Linked DNA regions of Mus musculus: region 2 is linked to region 1. A link is a contact called in public Hi-C data. All regions are on one chromosome and are shown on one strand. Each heading gives the region's core, a stretch centred on a gene start, on an enhancer-like site or on the middle of the called end of the contact. The rest is flanking DNA. Distances are from core to core; before and after follow the strand shown.

Evidence for each region. A called contact is a pair of places that touch in the nucleus more often than the background predicts.
Region 2: a contact with region 1 is called in a Hi-C map of liver, with 2.3 times the contacts expected there. The contact joins the enhancer-like site here to the promoter of 4933440J02Rik in region 1. A contact is called at or near these places in 1 of 15 datasets of contacts at CTCF or cohesin (the NIH/3T3 cell line), 3 of 484 Hi-C or Micro-C datasets (liver and nephron progenitors) and 1 of 115 datasets of contacts at active chromatin or transcription factors (pancreatic cancer cells).

What each region holds. Positions count from the first base shown.
Region 1 is chr10:111,591,000-111,596,616 of GRCm38.p6, reverse strand. It overlaps 4933440J02Rik (RIKEN cDNA 4933440J02 gene), which reads left to right and starts at 2,344. Exons shown (of 4, transcript NR_045344.1): 1 at 2,344-2,513; 2 at 2,612-2,668. All of the region lies in intron 2 of Gm30262 (a long non-coding RNA gene), which reads right to left.
Region 2 is chr10:111,754,455-111,760,071 of GRCm38.p6, reverse strand. No RefSeq gene overlaps it. Among named protein-coding and RNA genes, the nearest start is that of Gm30624, 72 kb to the right of the region's middle. Within about 2 kb of position 3,326, at least 7 of the 459 cell types and tissues checked have an H3K27ac peak or open chromatin away from gene starts, as enhancers often do. A contact at or near this core is called in liver, where this site is marked.

The DNA.
Region 1 (5,617 bases), core at 1,095-3,594:
TATAGGAGGAACAACAATGAACTAACCAGTAACACCCCCCCCCCCCCAAGCTCATGTCTCTAGCTGCATATGTAGCAGAAGATGGCCTAGTCGGCCATCACTGGGAGGAGAGGTCCTTGGTCTTGCGAAGATTATATGCCCCAGTACAGGGGAATGCCAGGGCCAGGAAGCAGGAGTGGGTGGGTTGGGGGGGGGGGGTAATAGGGAACTTTTGGGATAGCAATTGAAAGGTAAATGAAGAAAATATCTAATAAAAAAATCAAAGAAAGAAAGAAAGAAAGAAAGAAAGAAAGGAAGGAAGGAAGGAAGGAAGGAAGGAAGGAAGGAAGGAAGATAGATTGCTCTGGAAAAAAGCTAAGCTAGTTTTAGACAAAATGGGAATGTGAGTGAACAGTGAACAAGCAGGAGATAGGGGCTTCCCTGACATCTCAAATCATACCTGAAGACAGCCACTTCCAGGCCTTAAGTCTGGAGTGTGAACAACGTTTAGACCAAATTAAGTAAGCAAAATAATAAGCAGACATGCAATTAATTCTCAATTATGCTCAGCAACTGGGGGAAGGCGGGAGTGGTGGTGGGAGGGAGGGGGTCAGGAAAAGCTTAGCTGCTCAAATGCTCCATGAAGTCAGATTCCAGAGCTTCAGGGAGGATGCGGGCAGCTGACAGAGAGTCTCTCCTTTTATCAAGTGAGGGCATTATCCTGTCAAATCATGCCTGTGGACTCTCTCGGGGACCGGCTTGCTTATCTCCTGGCCCTGCCTGGTCCTGAGCAGCTGGGGTTAATGATTAAATGGAAAGATGACAGGAAATGAAGAGGCTGAGACATTCCATCAGATTAACAGCTGAGACCTGGGAGGCAGCCCCGCTCCCTCACACCAGCTTCTGCATCTGGGGAAAACCAGAAAAAAGAGCCCATCCACCTCATTAGACCGCCTCCTTTTTCCTTTCCCACTCACTATCTCTGTCAGCAACACTCAGAGTCCAAAGGTCTTGAGATATCTCTGAGACGCCAGGGAGAGAAGACAGGAAACCGGGCACCCTCTCTCTGAGGTCCAGCCTGAGATAAATTCCTCCCACTGTGACCTGTCAGCTTCGGTTCCCTCTTAGGTCTTAACAGAGGAGCCGTGAGGACCGATCCTATAGTCAAAGGGGGTCTCAAATAAATGTTCAGAGATGTCCTGAGGCTTGCTCGAGGTGGAGATCGACAGTAAGCTGCGACCTTCCTTCCTGCACGTCTTTGTCCTTGACACATCAAATATCAAACTGGGAGGAGGGGAAGGGAAGAGACAGGGAGAAAACCAAGAAAGGTCAGTTGCCAAATGGGACATCCATGTAGCCTCCTCAACCACTGGCTGACTCAGGGTTAAGCGGTCTACTTCTCGAAGAGAATAAAGTTAAAGCCAGCTTTACCTGTTGACCTGAAGACAGATCCTTGCGTTATCGTGGAAATTTCCACTATAATTTCAGATTCCACACAAATAATATTCCCGGCAAAATCAGCTTCCAATGGGCGGGTATCCTAAGTGTCTTAGGAGTTTTCATTTTGCTTTCCTTTGAGCTCTTAAAGAGGGGTCTAGAAATCATTAATTTCCCTGCCTTTTCATCTTAGACTACCTAGCGGCTCAGATCGGAGCTCTGCGCGCCTAAAATCAGGAAGGGACAATGGCACTTTGCCATTTTGGCACTAGCCTCGTGTCCCAGGCAGCAGCCTAGCCAGGCACCTTCTACCCCCCACCCCAACCCCCGGCTGTGAGCAGCAGCCAAGCCTATGTTTCCTATGACACAACCCCTCTCCGCAGACTCTAGGAGCTCCAGAGGGACCCCATTTAGATAACCAGGCTCCAGATAAGCTTGCCGGGTAATTATCCAGCTTGTGCCCTGTATCACGCCAGCTGAGTGGCTGTGAAGGGAACAGGGGACAAGGCCAGCAATCCCACATGATGCCTGAAATTGTACTCCGTGTAGAGGCAAGAAATCCTTCCCTCTGATCCGTTAAGGTTCCGTAACGAGTCTCGGGAAGGAACTAATAACATACCCATCAGCAGGAGACGCGCCTATTTACTACCCGACTGGCCATCACACATTCACTATCGGGTAACAGTCTGGTGAGAGTTAGAGGCAATGAAGATACAGTTTTAGAGATTAAGTAAGTTATTTTCAGAGTAGATAAATGACCAACCACCACCACCACCACCACCACCCCAAAAAAAATGAGGCTGGGACAAACTTTATCTGGCCTTTGGCTGTAACGTTAGCTCTAATCTCCTTCCGGTTACGTGCTTCCATCACTTCCGGTAGGCGGGGTGTCTGAGGAAAGATTCAAACTAAGTTTTGTGGATAACTGGGAATTGTAAAAAGAAGCGGAAATCAGAGGAAGCCTTGCAGTGTGTGAGCTGTACCCCAGGTGATCCCACTGATATCAGGACATCTCTGTACATTTTTCCGGTACCACATCTCTCAGGGGTATCACAGACTCCGTCCATCTATGCAACCCAATTCTAAGGACATCCTGGGTCTGTAAAATTCCCTTCTATCTCCATCAACAATTTTAGAACGTCCTCACACCTTTCTGATACACTCCTAAAGGATTTTCAAAATGATCTGTTGACAGCTTCAAAAAGCAACGGAGTGAAAGATAGTTCGTGGAAGTGGAGGGAGAGTCTATTGTGTAAGTTGTCACCTCAGTATTATTACATCCAGGGCAAACATTTGTTTAGAATTCTAATTTCTATTCCAGTACAATCGCCTCTATGGAAATGGAGACTAATCTAAAGAATAACTAAGTCAGTTACTGCTTTGTAAAGATAGCATATGGTACTTAAATTGAACCAAGAAAGCAGGAGGCACGACACCAAAGGCTTCCCAGCTCTTTGTAGCGTAGTAAGAACTGTATTTCACATCACACCCAAGTAGACACGCACATGAATGTGCAGCTCAAAATTTTGATGAAACCCAATCACTTTTACTATTTTCTATACAAGTGTTCTCTTTATTTATTGAAACTTACTATATTGACTTGATGACCCACTAAGAACTTGAGGATTTAAGGTTGGTTAGTTTCAAAATCCCTTTTTTATATCTATCAAAAAAGGAAATACAAAAACCCACAAACCTAAGGCTGGAAAGGTGGCGTTCAGAGATTAAGAGCACTTGCTGCTCCTGTAGAGAACCTGGATTCAGTTCCCAGCACCCACATGGCTGCTCACAACTGTCTGTAACTCCAGTTCCAGGAGATCCAAAACCCCTATCTGGCCGCCACAGGCACACATACATGCATGCAGGAAAGCACCTAAAATTACATAAAATAAAACTTAGTCTATAACATTCTCTCTAGTATCTAATAATGGCTATCACTAAAGCATAAACACAATGTATCAGAAATGTATAGTACAAGTTTAGCAAAAGAGTTCTTGCCAGGACCTTCCAAAAAAGAAAGGAAAAGGGGGTGGGGGATGCAGGGTGGAAAGGAAGGAGGGGGAAACATGAATGAAGGCAAGAGAAAGTGAAAAGAAGAAAAACATGAGGAAAAGAGGGGATGTTCTAACTCTAGGAACTAACCAGATTCACTTAAACCCAGTAGGTTCTCCCTTGAGCATTACAAAGGACCTTTTGTTTCAGTAAGGTTGGAGCTAGGAGGCTAGGATGGATGAAGTAGGTTAGTGAAGCATTCTAAGGATTAAACGGTGGCTTTGTAAGTTGTAATTACTACCATGTGTGAATTTCATTAAGTAAAAATGTGGCAGGTCAATGGAGCTCTAACATTAGCAACATGTGCACTGTCCCCAAGCAAATTCTGGGTGAGGATTGCATGTGGGACAGGCAGGGAGTGTGTGCACCATCTCTGCATTTCTCACTTAATTTTCCTGTCAACCTTAAACTGATCTAAATAAAATGATTTTAAGGTACACCTTTTTCTACTTGCCTATCAGCACTATGGTGGTTTGAATAAGAATGGCCCCCCACTGTCTCATAGATTTGGATGCTTGGTTGGTCACCAGGGTGTGGCACTATTTGAAAGGATTTGGGGGTGTGGCCTTGTTGGGGTGGGTGTGGTCTTGTAGGAGGAACTATGTCACCAGGGGAGGGGCTTTGAGTCTCAAAAGTCTACGGCAGGCTCAGTAACTCTCTCCTCTCTGCCTCTCTTCTTGCTGCCTGTGGATCTGGCTGTACAACTCTCAGCTAACTTTCCAGCACCATATCTACCTAGGTACCAACATGTTCCAACCCCCTCCATGGGGATATTTTACTAAACCTCTGAAACTGTAAACAAGATCCAATGAAATTATTTCTATAAGAGTTTTTTTTTTTTATAAAGAGTGTTTTTTATTTTAAAAAAAAAAACCAACAGCAACCTTGTTTATAAGAGTTTGTGTGGCCCTGGTATCTCTTCACAGCAACAGAATCGAAGACAAGCACTAAGGGTTCTATAATTTCATAGATAATGTGATGAAAAAACAACTGATGCTTCTTCACCACAAGAAGCAGGCGGACACATCTTTTTCCTTCCTTCCCAGCGCTTCTCTCGTGTTTGTACAGCTTCTGGGATTCAAATCCTTTGTCATCTCCTTGAGATTCCCTTAGGCTCAAGAATACATCTGTGTGTAGCAGCTGTTCGGGCAACTCTTGACTTTTTCCTTCCCAGCTCAATCATCCCATCAAAATGAAACAGAGGGGGAAAAAAACAATATGTCCCAAACTGTTGCTGATAGCCTTCAGATCTGATGGTAACCACAGAGACTCACATCAGAAGGAGAAAGTGAAGCAGAAAGATTGCTCAGTGATTACGAGTGAATACTGATCTGGTGGAGGACCTGAGTTTGGTTCCTAGCACCTACAACATCAGGGGGCTCATAACCTTCTGCATCTCTGATTCCACAAGTACCTGCATTCGCATGCATACACATAATTAAAAGTGAAAATAAATCTTTAAAATGGATGAGAAAATTATGTCAGAATCCATGGCTACATGTATTCTCCTTTCTAGCTTTGTGCTCTCTCTCTCTCTCTCTCTCTCTCACACACACACACACACACACACACACACACACACACACACACAGATCTTCCCTTGAGCAGAAGGTTGGGGTTGGAACCATGTTCTAAGAATCCTTTTAGATCCTTGATAATCCTAACTTCGCCAAGGTTCAAGGGTGAAAACCAGCGGTGTAGGAAAAGCCATGCAATGTTATAAGGTCTTCAAGGCTGCCTTCTCCAATGCCACAGGCTTCCCACCACCTAAGCCACAGGAATGAGAGGCAGATACACGTGTGGTATGCATGTGTGTGTCACCTACTTTCTCTGAGAATTTCTGCCTTGGTGAAGCAGAGAAACTACAGAGAAGTTAAACACACCAAGGGGCGTAGCAGGTGAAGAGTCTCTATGCTAAATAAATGTGAAAACAGAGAACTAGAATGTAGTGTCAATATCTCTGTTACAGTTTTTACTGTACTGGAAGTATCCCCCTAAAGGCCATATGTTAATTTTTCATCTCTGACTTTTTCAAGAAAATTTGGTTTCTATTGAGTTCCACTGTAGTATGTTGGCCTCATGCTACTTGTATTCTAATACAAGTTGTCCCAGAGACCAGAAAGTCCGAATATAGACCCAAGTGACACTA
Region 2 (5,617 bases), core at 2,077-4,576, 160 kb before region 1:
CACACATTCTGCAGTGCTGGAACTGTCTTTCCAAGGTCATCTTCATGGCGATGCTCTTGGCCCCATTTAGTTCTTGCAGCTTTGTCTTCTGGTTCAGAATCGGGAGGGAACACTTCTGTTCTGAAAGGCTGCTCCTAAGAGGGTTTGTACGTCTCCGTGGGTGAAAGCCAATGTCAAAACGATATGCCACCTGATACCTGAAGCAGACTGACGGCTTCAAGAGTCATAAACAAACACAGCCTTCTGTTTATGCTTCCTTGTGTGAATGAAGACCAAAGCAAGTCAGAGCTCTTTGAAGGACTTGGGACTTTCCCATACACACACACACACACACACACACACACACACACACCATCCCTCCCCCACCTAGCCCAACACATTCCTTGCCAACAGAACCATTCAGTAGCAGCCCATTGCCGCTGACTTAGAGAACTGGATACTAAGGGAAGTAAATTGAAAAATACAGTGATGTGTACATATGCCTTCTGTTCAACAGCTAATTGGTAGCTCTTCACTTCACTCCACTCCACTGTAATATGATCAATGGCCAGTTGGCCTACAGGTTATCCACAGTCTAGTAACTCCTGTGGCTGGGGAATGGCACCTCAGTGCAGTGGCTCTCAACCTCTAGGTTGTGACCTGTTTGGGGGCCGAATGACCCTTTCATGAGGGTCGCATATTAGATATCCTCCATATCAGATAATTACATTATGATTCATGGCAGTAGCAACATTACACTTCTGAAGCAGCAACAAAAATCACGTTGTAGTTGGGAGTCACCGCATCATGAGAAACTATATGAAAGGGTTGCAGCTGTGGAAAGAAGCTTGAGAAACCCGGCCTCAGTGTGAGGACACGGGAGGTCAGTCCTCAGCACTGAGAAGGAAGTAGGGAAAGGAAGGAGGAAAACCGCTTTTAAGAGAGAAGAGGAGTATCAGGGAAAGAGAGAGAGGGCAGGCGAGGGTGTCTAAAGAGCAGATAAATCATCAGACCAACACAGGGAAGGAGATACCAATGTTTCCATTTACAAAGAAGGAAAGAAAGACTCCCGTAAGGTAGCAAGCAGATTGTCCAAGGTCAAGTGGCTTGTGAGAGGTAGGTGTCGGCTTTGAGTCATGCACTTCTGATGTCAAAATTGACACTCTCGTAGCACACCGGACATTATGGAGCTTGATTACCGCTCTGCTCTCTATGGATATGAACACCATTCACCCTGATGCTTTAACAGCCAAGTCCTGCCCAGGATTCTGCACCTGAAGTAAATAATGCAGTCCAGAAGAGTAGTTAATAGAAGAGCAGCAGACAGAATTTCCAGCCACTCAACTCAATGATTCACACACGTATCCCTGATTCTCATCTCTCCTGCAGGGAAGAGATGAATGGACACTCCCATCCCCAGCTCCAGGCCGTTTACTGTTGAGTGTTTATGTCCTCAGCTGTAATTCCTACTGAAAGGAAAACACAATTGTCACTTGCTCCAAAACAATGATATATTTATCTGCACACACTTTTAAACCATCACTCGGAGTTAAACACGGAGGCCTAATAAGCAAGCTGCCCATTATTTCAAATCCGATTCCGGAAGCCTACTCTTTGGACCTCCGTCTAATAATATTATTATGTTCTGGCTCTGTATACATAACAAGAAGCCAACTGCGTGCCAGGTTATCATTTACTGGCTTGGAAGGCACACAAGCTAGAAACGAACAAATGAGCCACTGGAACAAGAGACTCTTATTTTCTTTCTTTTTTCTTTCCACTTCTTTTTTCCTCTTATTTTCTCCTTTCTTTTATTTTTTTTAAATGATTCATTGTGCATATACATTTTGCGTGGTACTGTGCTATACAAGGACACTTTCACATGCATATATATTGTGCCTAGCCCTCCCATTAATCTCTTTGTTCTCCTAGACAGGTTTGCTTCTCTCTTCCTGTCTACATGCATAGATGATTTCATGATGTGCACCCGTCATGTAAAGAGAGCCCGGTGGAGAGCAAGCACGGTAAGTTAAGAGCTTTATTTCTGTACCATGTGGCCTCCACTTGTCCAAAATGCCTGCTTAGGCTCCAGATATAACAAAAGAAAAGGAGGGAGTAGAAAGGAGACCATGCCCCTTTCCTTTATGAATATATCTTAAGAACTGCACAAGGTACTTCAGCTAACTGGCCAGTCACGTGCTTACAGCTGGCTAAAAGGCAGGCTGGGAAATGTAGTCCTAGTTTCAGAGATCCAACTGCCAAGCTAGAAGCTACGTTCTGTTACTAAAGCAGAGAAGGTAGACATTGCCAGGCAAGTAGTGATGAGTGTGCCCTCGGGAAACCATGGGAAATGCCTAAGGAATATTGGCATTCCGGTAAAGGAACGTCAAATGAAGGCTAAACATATTTAATTGAGGATGAAGTGCTTCTAGCTTTAAATCTTTCTAAGATAAAATGAAAGTCTATTTTACTTAGCACTTTGGGGGAGGCAGAAGGCATACATTTGGGGATTTTGAAACCAGACCTCAAGACCCTAAGGTGACAGTTTTCACTGAGTAATCTCGCCATTTTGCTTAGAAAAGGAAGACAGAAGTCCACACAGTGATGTGTGAGGATATTCCCACATGGCTTGTTCCCCATGCCACTCACTCGCTCATAACTTTTATTTCCAGAAGATCAACCGATTTCCCTAGCCCTAAGATTACTGCAATGCTTCCTGTGGCTGTTCTTCCTACAGCCCCTCAGTGTGAGCCATAAAGCTTTAGTTCTCACGCCGAGCTGTGTGGGACAGGGTGTTGAGCGATCCTGCCTCTACGATGAATAAGATCAACAGCAAATAACTATCGCCTGCCTCGTAAGTGTTGGGTAATACTTTATGGCATTAACTTACTATTGCTTGCAATGAGCCTATGGAATAGACTACCTGTTCCCATTTCATAGACAAATGAACTCATGATTAAGGTTAAACATGACCAAAAAGCTAAGTTGTGAGACATCAGAAAGCAGCAAGTGGAAGGCCTGAAACTCTAAATTCAGAGGTCAGGATTAGAACCACAGATGACCAGGCGCTCAGTTTCCCCTGTCTAGAATAATCACCCTCCCTGGGCTCATTCTGCGGCAGGTGCCCAGTCAACCTACCAAACAAAATCAAAATCCAGCTATCCCTTTGGAACCCTAACTGAGTTGTGTTCTGGCCAGAACTATACATAGACTTAAGAGATTCTTTTCTCTCTCTCTTTTCCTCTTCCCCACCCCCCTCTCTCTCATACGCACACACAGAGAGACTTAGGCACACCATACACGCACACATGCACACACATGCACACAATGCTTGCATGTACGCATGCACGTACACTCTTGCGCACCCATGCCTGCCTCTGTCTTCTGCCCTCTCTACAAAGAAACCAGTGTAAATAAATATGGGAAGGGATGGATTAATAATTAACTAACTATTTGGAAAGAAAATGAATCTAAATGTCAAAGCAGAACAAAAACCAAAATAAATACAAGTGGATTAGAGAACTAAAGGTTTTCTTTAAAAAAAAAAAAAAAAAAGAAAAGAATGAAAGAGAAAGAGACCAAAGCATGACGGAGCTTAAATACAGGCAAATATCAGCACCCAAGAGAGAGAGAGAGAGAGAGAGAGAGAGAGAGAGAGAGAGAGAGAGAGAACGATCTACATTTCCAAGGAATGAACAAAATCATAAAGAAAAAGCTTATTAACCCAATGTCCCTTTGTCAAAATGTAACTAAAATTAGAGGGGATTTCAAAGAAAGCAGAACCTATTTGTCTCAAATGTGACAGGAAAGGACATTCTGCTGTGTTAAATCCTTGAGATGGGTGGATGTAATATTTTGACCCACTAAAAGCTTCAGTCAGCCGTATGGATGACTCCTACAAACCAAATGCTGGGCAGAGTGAAGCAGGCTTCAAAAGGAGGTGCAACCAAAACTTAGATATGCCTATATATGCCATAGAAATGAAAGAAATAGTGAGAAAATGATCCTCAGAAAAAGGGGGTGGAGACAGTATGTCCCAGATCTTTCTCAGCATGAGCCACAGTTGCAAAGAAGTTTTCTGCATATATAGTTTTTACACTGAGCACATATTTTATATGTACTCTTCCTTATACACAGTGGTGACCCCTTATGGCTGGCTTCGCCTCCTATGGATTCAGTTACCAGAGTTTCAACTCCAAACATTACATTTTAAATAAAGCAATGAAGTGTAAACTGTGTCCTGATTTAAACAGTGTGCTGAGATTTCAGGGTTCCTCTTCATCCTATCCTTTAGGGAATTATTCCTCTCTCCGTGTGTCCACCCTGACTACACTACCCATGCATTGGGAACTCAGGGCCTTTTACTAGATCCACCGTCAGTGTGCCCTTATAAACACATTAGTTGTTATTGTATCTAATAATGACCGCCCCCCCCCCCTCAAGCCCAAGTGTTGGATGCTGGCAACTCCTATACGCTAAAGGAAAACTGTCAGTGCTTCATTCCATTGTGAAGGTGTACATCTCAATAGACAAAGGGAGACTGCGTGCCAAGGTTGCTAAAATCGATGCTAAGAATGAATTGTCTACCTGCAGACATGGGGAAGAAGGTGGGTTGGAAACACTTGCTAGTATCACTGTGACATCCGAAACTAAAAAGAGAAACAAATTTTCCCACAGTCCATGATAAGATTTTTTTTAAGATGAAAAAGCATTAAACATATGGCTATATTAGACAGGTGTGGAGGGCCAGGGTAACAGGACATACCACTTGAGGCAGCTGTGTACACAAATCTTTTCCCCAGAGTGGAAAAAGACTGAAGGGAACTATTGCTGTATGATTAATCATGCTTTTCTAAAGAAGGTGAATGCTATAATAATATTTTATTTCTTTTACTCAATTTCTCTCCCTGGGGTTACTGATCCTGGCTCAATACAATACCTTAGCTAGAATTTCAATTGTTCTGTTTTCTTTCCCAATCGGCCTCTTATCATTCAGTCTATCACCATCTGGAGTTTTACCGTCTCCCCAGCTCCGCACCATGGTTTTACTTCCCAGGTCATGACTTACCTCGTGTCTACACCAGCACTTACGTGGGCTCGGTATATTTCTCTTTCTTTTCTCACTACAACCTTGCCAATAGCCAATCTTGCCAATAGCCCTTCTGCGTGTCTCAGTGCCACATACCCATTCAGGGACTCAGTGATGTGAATATACCCCATGTTTTGAGCCTATGATGAGTGTTAATAATATGCCTGTATCCAGGACTAAATGCTTATGCCATAGAGGTCCCAGCATAGTGAGCAAGCGCAGGATAGGACATGTACATTCCAGTCACTAAAGTTCAAGTCCTAGTATTGATATTTAGCAGTTATATGACCTTCAGCGAGTTTTTCTTTTCGCCTCCTTCCTCATCTGGGAAATGCAGTTAATATTAACATCTACCTCAAACCTTGTAAAGATGAAATGAAATGACCCATGCAGAAGCTCGGAGCACCTCGCATTGAAAAGGAGATGTTCCTTTAATCATTGACCTAATGGCCGCCTCACTTGCCATCGTCCCTCCTATCCAAGCCTATATTTGAATTTTATAGAAGACACCCAGAACATTTTACAAGTAATTAATTTTACTAAAGGTTT